Regions from separate parts of the Mus musculus genome. Here region 1 is linked to region 2. The links are chromatin contacts, called in public HiChIP or PLAC-seq maps. All regions are on one chromosome and are shown on one strand. The core of a region is the stretch at or near the end of the contact, and the rest is flanking DNA. Distances in the headings are between cores, read along the strand shown. Region 1 overlaps Frem1 (Fras1 related extracellular matrix protein 1). Region 2 overlaps Gm11266 (predicted gene 11266).

Region 1 (7,567 bases), core at 1,473-3,972, 380 kb before region 2:
GAATCTCCCTGCAACCCGTGGCCTCTTTTCCCCAGATGCAACTTCCCCATCCAGCTGATCTATTTACCACTGCCCTGACCCAAACCTCAACTTTGCTAACTTCCTTAGATTGCTTCTCATTTCTTCCCTCCAAATCTGTGTATGTGGATCTACAGGCATCTAGTGCACACACTGCATTCTGATCTGTACATGTGGATCCTATAGGCATCTAGTTAGTGCACACACTGCATTCTGTATATTTTTTCAGCTAATCACACGTAGCTTTTAATAGTTACTTGACTTTTCTGGTAAGAAGAAGAGCTGCAGAATCCCTGGGTCCCATATCCACCTAGTCAACCAAACACAAATCAAAAAATAATCAGAAAAAAAAAACATTCTTTCTGTAATGACTGTGAACCCTTTGGTTTTCTTGTCATTAACTGGGTCAAGGTACAAGATTCGCAAAGTGTTCATTATATTGCTATTATAAACAATCTACAGATGGTCTAAAGTTTACAAGAGAATTGCACAGGGTATGTATACAAGGGACTTAAGCAACTGCTGCAGATGTTGGCATTCAGTGGGAGTCCTGAGACCAATCTTCTTGGGTACCCAAAGACAATTTGTCTCCTCCAAAAAGTTTCAAACTCCTTTAGGTCAGAGCTTGGCTTATGCTGCATGTCTGGTGTTCTCCATAGCGTCTAGTGCAGAGGGAAGCACTTAGGGATAAAACACACATTTTGGCAGACCCACTCGTCCATCAGTGAGTTGGGAATTAGTTAATGTCTTATATTAGATAGTTCAACTTCTGATTTTGCAAAGACTGTAAAAAGAGATCATCTGAGACCACAGAAGATGCTGAAAGCATCATAAATCGGACACCAGCTTGTTCTTTACCAAAATGACTGCAGATGCCCCCATTTTCCCTATAAAGGCAGCCCAGTTCAGAAGTGAACAATTTATCCTTTCTAATGAATGCTGCAGGGATCCATGATATGCTGAATGGGCCATAAGAACTCTATGAGACATACTTTTGAGAAGGTGGCTGTCATGTAGGTGACAGAGTAACAGACATATCAGCATGCAAGCAAAAAAGTCAGTTTTCAGAAGAGAAGGCTGGGAAAGAGTGTTTAGCCACTGTATAGAGAAAGACTTATGGATATGGAAGCACCCATAGGCAGGGGAGGCAGGACAGACTTCCAAGCTTTGCTCTAGAGCCTAAACTGTAAACTTACTGTCCTTTGTCCCTGTCTCTGCCTCTTATGCCACCAAGCAGCCTTCAGCTTGCTTACCTCTGCCTTCACCTTCCCTTCTAAGTAAGTCAGGAAGATGTTTCACAGTTCCCATCATGCACACTGCTGGAGATTGAGACTGTTTCAGAAGTGTCTTCTAGCCTGAGTACTTTGTGTCTCCGATTTGAATTTGCCTTCCATCCTGATGGGACAGATTGGCTGGGATATCTTAGCGAATGAAGAGTTATGTTAAGTTCAGAAGGTTATGTGGAATAAACTTGTTTGTACTCCATGTTAGACACAAAGAGGGGACATGGAGGCTGGACCAGTCTATGGGTACAATCCTCAGCCCATACATTCTCTCTAGGAGAGTATGCAACTATTGAACATTGCATCAATCAGAAAAATCATCCATGGGCTAGAAGATCTGGGGGTGGGGGTGATAGCAGCCGATGCAGGCAGCAGTTGGAGTACATGAATCACGTCAAGGATTCTGTGAGGTGCCTGAAGTACCATCCAAAAATCACTTCTGTCTGCTGCACCCTCTTAAGATTTTTGCAACTATTAAGATTTTCAAATCGTAGTAACTATTTATTCTAAGGCACAGAGGGGGTGGGGTTGGAAGAAAAATTATGTCTGGGATTTTGTCTACTAACCTTTTATCCTCCCCCTGTGTAATGCTGCTTACTTTTTGTTACAGTGTTTGCATTGAAGGCCGGTCATCATTGTCCAGGAACAAATGCACTCTTTTTATATTATTTGGGAGAACAGCAGGGCCTCAGTGAGTTGGTGGCAGTACAATAGCTCACTCGGGCTACTGCAGTCTAGCGGTAGACATGTTAATTAATATATTTCTCTGACACCTAGGTGATTGAAATAGCAATTAAAGAGTAATTAAAATGTTTACTTCTTGTAGGAATGTCAACTAAGATGTGGAATATAGCAATTACCTATGACGGATTAGAGGAAGATGATGAGGTCTTTGAAGTAATTCTGAACTCCCCTGTGAATGCGGTTCTTGGCACGCAGACAAAAGCGGCGGTGAAAATTTTGGACTCAAAAGGAGGTATTCTTTTGATCCTCGTCTTGAAATCAGGAGCAGTCCTGGCGCCATGGCTGCTGGCTTGCAGCAGCCAACATGCTTGATAACGCCTTCAAATCAAAATGCGTAATTTCTTGTCAAGAAAGCCGCCTGCACCATGACTCCCGGGTTCTTTATTCTGGTGTGTGCTTCATGTGGTTTTTCCTCCTGCTAAGAGCAATGGCTGCAGCGAAGCAACAAGTCAGAGCCCTGGTTGCTTTTTTCTAACCATTTGTTGTTCTCACCAAGGGGGAAACAATGTTGGTGAGAATCTATGGACAATTATTTCCCCCCTGAGTTTGCAGGGCTGTAATTATCTTTCCTCTGTTAAGGAGAGCTCTCAGTGCCCAAAACAGGAGCCCCCACTGTAGTGTGACCAGGAAAATTCTAAGAAGGGAAGGAATTGGAGGAAAACAGACGTGAAGATGCAGCTGGCTGGGGATTCAGGGGGCAGCTGGAGAATACTAATGAATGACTTGGTGAGGCAGAGCCAAACGGTTCTGGGAAGAGCCTGCTAGAGAGCAACCTACAAATAAAACGAAAAGCAAAGCCCTTGGCGCTCTGAGGGTTTGTTCTGCCAAAGTCCTTCTGCTTCCAGTTCCTTATCTATGTGACACTTTATGTGTCCAGCGTGACACTCGATTTCAAGCCTTTTTTAAATGCTTGTCATGCCCCGTGATCTGCAGTTTTCTTCCTTACCTATAATCTGGTGTCCCCTTGCTTACCTTATAATAAAAGTGGGTGTTGTCTCCTTTGCTCTGTACACCCACATTTCCATGACATCTCTCATCCCCCTTTTCTCCACACCACGTGTACTTCTTGGCCAGCAGGAATTTCCACTCACATTGAGTGTGGGAAATATACACAAACAAAAATGCTCTGGACTTGGAACGTAGCTCAGTGGCAGAGTGCTTGCTTAGCCTGCAAAAGGCTCCGTGGTTGAATCTCCGTGCTGCTAAAAATAAAATAAATATTCAGCCAGGTTCTTTCGGCAGGTCGTTTTGTTTTCTTGTTAATTGAGGTTTTGTAATTGTTCTTTAATCTTTAATTCCTTTTTACTTATGGTTTGGTGGGGAGGTCAGAGGACAACCTGTGGGGATCTGTTCTCTCCTCTTATGTGTGTTCCCAGGATCAAACTCTGGTAGCCAGGGTTAGTGGTCAACATCCCCACCTGCTGAGCCACTTCACTGGCTAGTTTGTTTGTATTTGGTGGGCTGTTTTCTGCACCTTCCCAGAAATATTCATTGTTGAAGTTTCTAGTAGAGACTCTCTTAAGATTCACTAGGGTTTTGTCCCTTTAGAGTTGATTGCAAATATTTTACAGCTGCTGCTTGTTCACCGCTCCCTTTAAACAATCCTAGTTTGTACCTCTAAAAGACTGGAGGAAAACTCGATTCCTTTCCCAGTGTTGGGAGGGGGTGGCACTTGATCGGTGAATAAACCTTCCATGTTGGGGAGGATCACAGGAGGGAAGTGAGCCGGTTTCCTAAGCGTCTGGAATGATTATCAAGCCATGACAATGATTTTCATCTATGATTTGTGGGATGGATTTCATGAGTTTATAATCACCCCATCCATGTGCAGAAGGGATACCGCTTTCCCAGGTGGAAACTGATGACGAGAGAGGGAGTTTCTGGCAAATGGGAAAAAGGCAACATCTGGTGGGAAATTCATCCGTCTAGGTTTAATGACAAGCTGTTCCAGGAACTGTGTCAACGCCATTGCTTATGTGTTTGTGTAGTGTACTGATTGCCTGCCATCTTGCATGCCTCCAGGACGGTGCCATCCTTCAAATTCCTTCAACCAAAGCAAGCACAGCACGTGGGGGAAGGGCCCTTGGCATCCGCTGCCCTCAGGCTCATCCTCGCTCACCACTTCAGGTTCTCCTCTTCTGGAAAGGCCTCCTCCATCTTTCACCAGTGGAGATGCTCTTCAGGGTTTTGGTCTCACCGACCTCACTCAAAGGAAGACAATGACCCAGGGGAATGGCAAATCAGTAAGGATGAAGACTGGGAGTGGGTGTGTGGGGATGTGTGATAAGTGGCTGATACAGTGCAGAACGGTTTGGATTCTCATAGTGAGTGCTTTGTGGAGTCATGCAGTGCCTTTTATGTGCAAATATCATTATGCTGACCCACTCCACTAACTGTGCCAACTGAAGCGGTAGGCACATTCATTCAGCCGTGTGAATCCTGCTTTGGTTCCTTTTTATGATCAAGATAGATAGGGAACAATCAGTGGTCCTAGAACAGAAGCACGGTTAAGTGACCCCCTTGGGTGTGGAAGCTATGATGCCCACCAGGCACACTCTCACATGTGTGTGCATGCACGTGTGTACCTGTGTGCTTTCCTGAATCTCTCTGTGCTACAGATGCACTGAAAACGAAAGCCACCTCTCTGTCCTGCTTGTCAGGAATCAGCATGATCATGAGCTGTGGTTAGACATGATGGTTTACAAAATTCTATTGAACCTGGCATGAAAAAAAAAAGTCTCGGGAAATATTCTTTTTAAGTTTTCAGTTATTTCAGAACCTTACTAAAATATACTGCTACTTGCTTTTAAAGTCGGTTTTGCGCACATACGTCTTTTGTTGCTTTCAGGTTCTCCCATCCTCTGTTTGTAGAAATGGGACAGACACCATCTACAATGTAAGCACAAAGAATTGCCAAATGTCTTAAGTTCATAGATGTCTTCATAGAAGTGATACTATTATATTTTTCTCTTTCTCTATTTTCCCGAAGTTTTTTTTTCTGAAAAAGTTTTTTTTTTTAAAGAAGATTGGGTGATTGAGAAAAATCCTTTTTGTCTCTTTGCCTTGATGCTGTCTTTTAAATGCTTATTATCATTATTAAAAGGTTTGTGTACTTTCTCAGTGTTTATTTTTCTCTCATTGTTTTTGTTTGCTGTTTTCCTCAAGTACCATGGTATAGTTTCCTTGAAACTAGAGGGCGACAGATTCTCAGCTCACAAACGGAAGGCCAAAATATCCATTGTTAGTCAGCCACAGAGGACAATCAAGGTGGCAGAGCTGCCTCTAGCTGATAAGGTGGAATCCACAACTGATTTGCACTTTCTCAGACAGGTATGGAAATCTTCCTTCCTTCCTGTTTGCCTTCCAGCAAGCTGTTCCCTGGGCCACAAACACACTTCATTCACAAAATGGACCCCAAGTTGGGGGACAGTTTACTTGACACAGATGTTGTACTGTAGATGAAGACCCAAGGAAGGAAACTGCTATCAGCTTGCGTGAAATCAATTCTAATCTGCCACTCTTGCCTACAGGGTCTGCGGCCCTTGTTTCCAAAGAATTGTTCTGTGGACTTAAAGGGACTCTTTCATTTTGAAGAAAGCACCCACAGATTGTATCAATGTGATGGGATCTCCTGGAAAGCCTGGAGCCCCCAAACCAAGGTGGGACATTGGCTATAGCTAAGCACCTTTAATGAGCAATATGCCATTTAATGAGCTTACAGCGTGATTCAATGTGTGATTCTCAAATCGCACATGTCTTTTCTTATTATACCTAGAAAGCCATGAGGGAAACATGGTACGAAGTGACTTTTTAAGATCCAAAGTATAAAGCCAGGTGGTGGTGGTACCTGCTTTGAATTCCTGCAGAGACAGGTAGATCTCTGAGTTTGAAGTCAGCCTGATCTATAGAGTGAGTTTCAGGACAGCCTGAACTACACAGAGTCTGGGGGAATAAACAACAGCAACAACAAGATCCACAATATAGTATTAGACCAGTCGATTTTGTTTAGTTATCAGAATGTCAGTGGTATAACATTGAACCATTTCTGACTGAGGTAGTCCTTTCAGTAAGAAGTCATTTATTTCTTAAGATGAGAAATTACAGCGAGGGCTTCCTCTGCTTCGCTGAAGTGAGAAGGCTCACAGGCTTGTACTATGAGGCCGACTTCAGATGATCAAGTCCATTCCGGGGTGAACACGCACAACTGTCTTGCAGGGGCTGGAGGACAGATCCTGCCCAGGTGGATGGCTCCTTCATTCTGGCTACTGTCACATCTTGGTCACAAGACAGAAAGGCACCTGGACCACAGCTACCCGAGCTTGCAGAGAACAGTAAGGAACCCGACATCACACGTGCCTGCCGTTTTCCTTATTTTCACATGGAAATGTAGGCCTGCATAAGTCATTGAATAAGTATTGAACGTCTACTGTCTGTCCAGCTTTGTCTAAGGAGCCTAAAGGGAGTTTGTAGTTTGGAATGGATTTGTGGCTGACTTTGATACTTCTGTCTGCTAAGGTCTTTGCTGTTATGGCTATACTGGTGTCACACTCTTTTCTGTTTCCTTTTATTTCCACGTTTTAAAGAAAAAGTCTAACAACTTTCCTGAGTTAGCAGCATGGTGGCTTCTGATATTTTCTCATCTCTCTTTGTTCCCCCTTCAAATGACAGACATCCATGCCTATTGATTTTAAAGTACCTGGTAATAAAAGGCCTTGGCATCCAGCCTCTGGCAGTGCAGGAGGCACGGATGCCCATAAAGCCAGGCGAGTAGGACAAAGGCTCACTGGGTAACAGTCAATAAAAGATGACTTGTGGTCAGATAATGACAACAAAATCCATCTGATCCAGAAGGAGTTTGAAAATGCATATGTAGCAGTCCTTGACCAACCTTTTTATTTGATAACCTGGATATTATCCAAACAATGCAATTACACTAATATGCATGCATTCTTGTTGAAATTGAGACTTCAGTAATTTCTAGTTAATATTGATCATATCCTATACTTTATCAAATTTAAAAGGGTTGTGCTCATCAAAGGACACCATTAAGAAAATGAAAGGTAAACCATATTCAGAAAAAAAAAATCTGTTCTTAAATCACGTAAATGACCAAGTTCTAGAATAAAGCTCCTATAAATTAATAACAATGTAGCTGAAATAAGAGCAAATGGGCTGACGAGGTGGCTCGGCAGGAAGAACCTGATGACTCGTGAAAAGGTAGAGAGAACCGACTCCACAAACTTGTCCTCTGCCCTTTACATACATGAGGTAGCATGTGGGCATCAGTGAACACAGAACATATGTACAACTACAACAAAATTTTATAAGTGACTTAGCAACCTCACAAGAAAAGGAAACAAAAGGTTCCTACATAATTAAAAAGATCCTCAACATCATTAGAGACAAGTCAAGTGAAAATGAAAGCAATTTATACTTATAAATGATTTTAAAAAATCACAAAATTACAAGTCCAGTGTTGACAAGGGTATAGAGCAAAGATAATTCTCATGGATTGTTATACT
Region 2 (7,124 bases), core at 2,730-5,229:
ATCTAAAACTGTCTTGGGAGACAGGCTTTCCCCTGCTCCTTCTCTGAGCCCTTGCTTAGTGGTACCTTTTGCCATCTCAGCCAGGAATCCTGGTCTTACCCTACCTCTCTCTTTAGGAACCAGTTCAGGCTCCCCACTGTCACCAGCCCCTACGTCAAGAGCTGTGGGCAGATGTGACCTTGGGCTCTTTGATTTTTAAGGGTATCAAGGTCTGGCCCTGTTTCCAGTGTTCCAAAAAATCTCTCTCTCCCTTCTTCCCAGCTTCACATCCTATCTAGAGACTGTGGCAAATTCAAAGCCTCTGTCACTGGACAAGCTATCTAAACTTGCAGTTTTCTGGTACCTTGACCCCTTAAAGTTGGCCTCAGCTAGCTCTGACAGGGAGAGTAAAGTAGCCACCCTTACCCCCTTCTCCTATTCTCCTCTCACCCACCAGCCACCTTCACCTTTCCCCAGTCCAAACCTTGCCGGCAGAAGAGCAGGAGTCTCTGAAAGGCACAGACTGGTTCTGGCTGTCTAGGAAGTTCTTTTCTTCGCTGGCCCCTCTGTGAGGCCCTTGCATTCTGCCCTCTCCACCCCCATCTCGCTTATAGCAGGGACCCTTGGACTTGTAGGTTGGGTTTCAAATTTATTTTGCCTTGCTTTAATTTTGTTTAAGGTTCCACCCTGCTGAGCCTGGAGTACAGCTTCCCAGTTTTCCAGTCAGGAGCTTGGAAGATAGACTCTTGGAGCAGGGCATGTTGTCCCTCCATGGAGACCTGGGAAATCCCTGACTAGCTCCCTGGCCTAGCTTCATCTTCCTGGGGTACCCCACTTTTTTACACACACACACACACACACAGAGCTCGGAGCTATGCACAAGGCAGACATGAGTATTTAGGAGGTAGACAACACACCATGTTCTATCACTGTCTCGAGCACTTGGCACACAGGAGAACTGGAGGTGAACAAGTTCACTCCCTTGGGGTTGCCCAACCCAGCTATCTGAACCTAAATAAGTGACTTTGAACAGATAAGACCTCAACTCACTTGATTGGTGACTTAATGTGTTATTTTGTCTAGGACTGGTGAAGTTTAATATTTGAGGGGTCCAAATTTACTACCCTGAGGTAGTAAACTTCCAAGCCAAGAAGCCCAGGGGAAAGTACCAGAGAAACTAGATCTCTTGTGGGCTTCTGGGATGCCTGTGGGGAATGGAATGAAATCTACCCAAGTCTGCATGGCTTCCTACTCTTGGGTCCAAGGACCCTGGGCTGGCTTTCCTAAACACCAGGACATTATTGGAAGGGAAATAGAACTTGGTCATGGCACCCACTTAGCCTTGATTCTCCCACATGGCAGACAGACTCCTATCCTCAGTCACAGAAGATGTCTGGACAGAATCACATCCTGGGGACAAATGTGTTGCTGGGTGGATTAGTGTCTGGGGTAGCAGAATTAGTTTTCTATTTTTGTTCAGGGTTAGATGGCTGCCTGTCAACTATGTGATAGTGAATTTGAAACTATATGGACTCGCAGAGAACCAGTGGCTATTATTCCCACCCCATTTTGCAGGCTCTCTTTCTAACTTGCATGCCTTTAGCTACGGGCTTCCAGCTGGGCTCTGAACTGCAAACTTTGCACAAGCCTGATTCAAATGCAGACTGCCAGGAACTTACCTCACACCCACTCCTTTAGCAGGTGAGAGTTCCAACACTAAGGCCAAGCCAGGACTGTTGGTCAACATTGCAGCCAAAACCCTTTTAGAGAAAGCTCCATTGTAGGTTACATGGTGGAGTGGTTTTCTGGACCCTCAAAACAAAACAGGTAACTTCTGCTCTAGCTTTGCAATAAGCCTTTCCAAGGGAGGGCATTAAGAAGAGAAAAATTGAGGTACCTGGGCTATCCTCAAGTTTGAAGGGTCCATAGACCTTGTCTCTTAAGTCCCCAACTCTCCTAAGATGGGAGGAAGGAACACCTAGCCCTTGTAGGGCAAACCTCTGCCTCCAAATCCACAGGCAGAAGCCAGCACTTCTAGGAAGATGTTAAGGCAGGTAAAGGAAAGAAAGATTGATTAAAAAATTTTCTAAAAGCTGACTGGATCCCTCAAGGGAGAACCAGAGAGGAAGACTGAGAGCACAGGGGGCGGAGACTTGGTCATCTTTTGCAGACCCTATCTCCTCTATACTCAAACCTGTTTGAATTATTGTCAGACAGGGCAGGGGTCTACAGTTCTTTCCAGTGGGGAGTCAGACATGAGGGGTGTCTATTTCTCTATTAAAGGTAGCCCTCCATTGAGTTTGGTTTCTTTGCTTTTCAATGAGTCAGTCACCTCTGGCCTGTGTGTTGATGGTTAGAGCTGCCAGGCCAGAGAGAGACTCAAGGCAGACTTTCAGAACCCCTAGAGGTGGTCTGCTTAACATCTGGGGGCTTGGAAAGAGGAAGCTGGGCTGAGAGGGTGCCCAGCAACCTCTCCCTTCAAAGCCCATACTCTGCTCAGTGAGGTCCTTCCATGTGTACCTCTAACCCTCAGGCCTGGATTAAGAGGGAAAGGGAGCAAGAGATGGTTGTGGTTTTCAGTTTATGCTTGTGTATAGGGTGCTCCTGTTTTTGTCTCCCCCTTCATCCCCTCATGTCCTAGCAACCATGGAGGGGGGAGGCTTAGTGGGTACCAAGAAATTGACCAACTTATTCTTGTTAATCCGGCATAAAATAGCACAAACACTGACTCTCCATTAAAAATAGGATCAAAAAAGAAGAAGAAGAAGAAGAAGAAGGAGGAGGAGGAGGAGGAGGAGGAGGAGGAGGAGGAGGAGGCAAGGAAGGAAGGAAAGAAGGAAGGAAGGAAGGAAGGAAGGAAGGAAGGAAGGGAGGAAGGGAGGGAGGGAGGGAGGAAGGAAAACAGAAAACTAGAACTATTTGGGTAGGAACTGTGTGGGAATGAGAAATGGGTGTGCTTGCTGATCCTGTCCCTTTAAGAAAAATCCATAAAGGTTTTCCATCAGCCCAGTGTCTGGGAAAGAAGCAAACTAACTGCTTGGAACAAAAGAGACAAAGAGGCCAAACAACAAAACAAACAAACAATCCCCTCCCCCCTCTGAGACGACAATAGACTAGACGCAGCAAGCAAGCACAGCTAAGGCCTGGCCGGCTGCTCCTGTCCACCTGCCAAGTCTCCCCATTTGGCTAGAGACCTTCTCTCTCACCCCACTCCCACCCTACCACCCCCTCCCAAATCCCTTTCTCTCTTTCTCTGTGTGACTCTGTGTCTCTCTTGGGGTCTGGCTGTGTGTGTGTCTCATTTTTCTTTCACTGTATTTCACTGTCTCAGACTCTCTCTCTCTCTCTCTCTCTCTCTCTCTCTCTCTCTCTCTCACACACACACACACACACACACACACACACACACACACACACACACTAACACCTCTGGCATGTATTTATCTGTCTGTTTCCTAGACCATCTCAGCAGCTCTGTCTTAAGTGTCCCCCTCACTCCCCAGACCCCGTGCCTTGCCCAGGCATCCCTTTTGTGTTGTCTTTGCAGCAGTCTCTGCCAGGAGGACCAAGGTCCATTTGCACTTCAATTTCAGCCTTCCCCTCCTGTTCGGCTCTTTGCTCCTTTTCTGTAAGGCTCTGGCATGCTCCCTCCCCGCCCCAGCAGCCCTTTCTTCGGAGCTTGGCACCGCTTGGGACTCTCATGCATGCCTGCCTTCTCTTTCTCTCACCCCCCCCCCCCTTCTCCTCTGCAGCAGGCCCCCTCCCCTTTGCCCCCAAATCCAGTCCTTTTCTTTTTCTTCCCCCCTCCCCTTCAAACTTTCATAAAATACTGTAAACAACTTTGCCTGGGGATTGCTTTTCTTTGTAGGGTGAATAGAAAGCTTTGGAGAGGGAGACATGGAAAAAGGAAAGAGCGGACAGAGGCAAGTACAGTCGGCAGCAGAGGCCGTGTCGTGGAACCAGCTCCCAGCCAACAGCCTCGGCCCCTTTCAGGCTTTCTTTCAAATAACCCCTTTTGTGCCAGAATGCCTCCTGAGGCATCTGTGTCTGCTCAGGAAGGCCTGGCCCAGGCCTGCATCCCTTCTTCAAACGGCAGTAGGGGTGAGACCAGGCACCCACACCCACAGGAAGGGTTGCTATTGATTTAGTCACAGGCCTGCCACCCTCAACCCCTCATGGGCATGGGAGGTAAGGGGTACCCCGGCAATGGCAGCTTAGGCTTCAGTTCCTTCTTGAGAGTTGTTTAGAACAGAGACTGTAAAAAGAATGCTTTCCCAAGGACTAGAGAAGGAACATAATCGTCTAGAGAATGAAGATGTGGTCTTAAGCAGAGAGAGTATAGATGTGTGGGGCGTGGGGGGTGGGGCACTTGACTGTTGGAAGATGTGTAAGGCAGGGCTTGCACAGTCAGGAAGAACATGGCCAGGAAAGTGCTCGCTCTACCCCATACCACACGTGCACTGTGAGGTCAGGGCACAGAACCAGGGAAACTTGTTTCCCCTGGCCCCAGCCACTCCTTTTCTTCTCTTAATTTTAGTAACAGACAGACAAGGACATAGATGGGACCCTCCTAAAGGGGGAGAAATCGCTGAGTGTTAAAACCAGAAGCAGCAAAACATATTCTTGCTGTTTGGTTGCTTGGCGATGGGGGCAGTATGAAGAAATGCTGATGGTATCAGAAAGTAGGGCTGGATTAGCCTAAGCTCAGTAACAGCGCTCTGACAGAGCCTGCACAAAACCCAGGCACTGAAACGATTGTTTAGAAACATATACACCTGTGTACAGATATACTTATGTAAATGTATGTGTATTTATTTGGTGGCGGGGTTTTTTTTTTTGGGGGGGGGAGTCAGAAGAGAAGGGAGGGGTGTGACTGGCAGCTTCTTGATCAGGCAAGTGTAGGAAGGCTGATGTGCCTCCCCCATGTTGATTTTATAAAGACGAGAGTTTTTTCATACATGAATACACCACACACAAGCCTGGCATATGCTTAGGCCTCATGAGCAAGTCTGATTTTCATGTCCTAAGGGAAACCTCACTGCCGTCTGACTCAGTGACTGAACCCTGTGGGCCATCCAGCAGTCTACTCTGTCTGTGCCCAAGTGCCATCTTGAGGTCATGTGTTCTTCCCTAGAATCATTAGACTGGATTCTCTCCTCTCCGGGGTCTTTCCTTTCTAAAGTTAAGAGGGAGATCCTTATCCAGCCCTCTGCGCATGCTTCCACCATCTCCAGAGATCTGCTCTTGGAAGCATGCTCAACAGAGTCCTTTGGCCAGAAAGCCTAAGGAGAGGAGAGAGAGAGAGAGAGAGAGGATAGTATGTTCTAATGAACTCTTGCGCTGGGCCCAGAACAGTCCCAATTGGGAATACTGTTTTCTTGGTATTTTGACCTTGTGTCAAAATGACTGATTCCTCCCCCTCCCGGGAAGTCACTTCCTAGCCAGCAATGACTCTGGAGCTGTTCTGGGCTCCACACATCAGTGCATCTGGAAGCACTCACGGGCAGAGGCCTTCTGGCTGACTGAGGCAGGGAGTCCTCCTTAGGCCTGGGAGCTCCAGGGGAGCCTCTGACTTCCAGGCTGGAGGAAGAATCACACTGAAAACCTCCCCACCTCCAACTTCCTTTCTCCATGGTCTTATTGTGTGCTCTGCTGACCCTCCATGTCCACACTTCCTGGCTTCCTGTGTGGGTTTCCTGTCTGATCACAACCTCAGCAGCCATGGAGAGGGAGAGGATGACAGAGATGCCGGCAGAGTGGAGGATCCCTCAGCTCCTTTCCCAAAGCTCTCAACCGCATGCTCTTGCTTCTCTGTCCTCAGATTCTCAAAGACTTAGGGTGTAGCTGGGAGAACTTGCTTGTGTTTTTCCCCATTTGGGCATTCTGACATGCGTGTACCACCTTTCTGTAAACTACAAGTACACTTGTCTATTCTTCCTGGAAAGACTTCCACATGCAGACTTCAGCTGCCATGCACCAAGCATCCCCGAGGTGTCAAAAACCTGTGCAATCAATCAAGCATAGGCTTTTTAGTTCCCCAGTTCTGACAGATGGGAGTGCTGGTAGTCACTTAGTCCTTTAGAGCTCTTTGCCTGAGATGGGAAAGACCATAGAGTGTGACATTGGGTGCTAAGAGCCTCTGAAGTCCCCCCAAACCCGCCATTGTATTCTTTTGGGCTCCTATTTAAGAAGAAATCTGAGATTCTGTTTTCTTATTTTCTTGTTGACTTATGTTCTTTATCTACTACATGGTTTCATGCTGTACGGTGGCAGAAAGGCATTTGTTAATTCAATGAGTTCAGTGGGTTAAGACCCTCCCCAGGCAATCAGTAAGCTTGCCACTATCTGTAACTCTGGTCCCAGGGAATATGACACCCTCTTCTGGTCTCCAAGAACACTGCTCACACACAGCACACATACATACATGCGGGCAAAATACTAATACATATAAAAGTAATAAATAAATCTTACAAACAAAATAAAAGCACTGTCTGGGCTTCCCTTCAATGTAATTAAATCAGAATTTCTAGGAATGTGGATATGTATGTATATATATATATATATGTATATATATATACATATATATATATGTATATATATGTATATATATTCCTCTAAACTTTTTGAGGGTTGGTTAGATGTACTGATTTATAGGCCGGGAAACAAGTATATTAGAGTTCACAATGCTTTCTCCTTTATGAAGTACGTGATGAGTTCATTCCTACCACAGGACATGGTTCTCTGGAGACAGAAAAATTCAGCTGATAGATTCTGCACTGTTCACGTGTGAGACTTTAGAAGCGAATGCTAACCTGCAAATGTAAGAACACAACCTCTGTGAAGTATGTTGGGTATGGGTCTGTAAACTGAACCTAGAGTTCCAATTCAGGTGCCATACCTAACTTGAGTTGTGACCTTGGACAAATCACTTGACATTTTGGGTCTCAGATTTTTTTTTCCAGTGTAAAAAGAAATATCTGCTGTGAGGACTCTGTAATCTGTCCTGCTGTGCTCCAGCCTTAGCTCAATTTGCTAAATTCTTGGAAACCCAGACGCTTAGCTAGGCAATTACCAAATATTTTTGGAGGCTGGCTCACTTCTTCATGCACGGTACTGACATCTACTCTTCGGCTGCTCTACTGAAT

Evidence for each region. HiChIP or PLAC-seq counts read pairs in DNA pulled down with a chosen protein or histone mark.
Region 1: an H3K4me3 HiChIP or PLAC-seq map of embryonic forebrain shows a contact between it and region 2, with 4 times the contacts expected there. The contact joins two enhancer-like sites. A contact is called at or near these places in 3 of 484 Hi-C or Micro-C datasets (embryonic fibroblasts, embryonic stem cells and uterus) and 6 of 115 datasets of contacts at active chromatin or transcription factors (embryonic basal ganglia, embryonic forebrain, embryonic hindbrain and 3 more).

The regions. Positions count from the first base shown.
Region 1 is chr4:82,911,341-82,918,907 of GRCm38.p6, reverse strand. It overlaps Frem1 (Fras1 related extracellular matrix protein 1), which reads left to right. Exons shown (of 37, transcript NM_001198811.2): 30 at 2,128-2,277; 31 at 4,068-4,288; 32 at 4,894-4,941; 33 at 5,211-5,375; 34 at 5,576-5,704; 35 at 6,261-6,376. Among named protein-coding and RNA genes, the nearest start is that of Gm33260, 8.6 kb to the left of the region's middle. RefSeq lists an enhancer at 637-3,535. Within about 2 kb of position 2,722, at least 52 of the 459 cell types and tissues checked have an H3K27ac peak or open chromatin away from gene starts, as enhancers often do. A contact at or near this core is called in embryonic basal ganglia, embryonic forebrain and forebrain, where this site is marked.
Region 2 is chr4:82,529,441-82,536,564 of GRCm38.p6, reverse strand. All of the region lies in intron 1 of Gm11266 (predicted gene 11266), which reads right to left. Among named protein-coding and RNA genes, the nearest start is that of Gm11266, 25 kb to the right of the region's middle. Within about 2 kb of position 3,979, at least 91 of the 459 cell types and tissues checked have an H3K27ac peak or open chromatin away from gene starts, as enhancers often do. A contact at or near this core is called in embryonic basal ganglia, embryonic forebrain and forebrain, where this site is marked.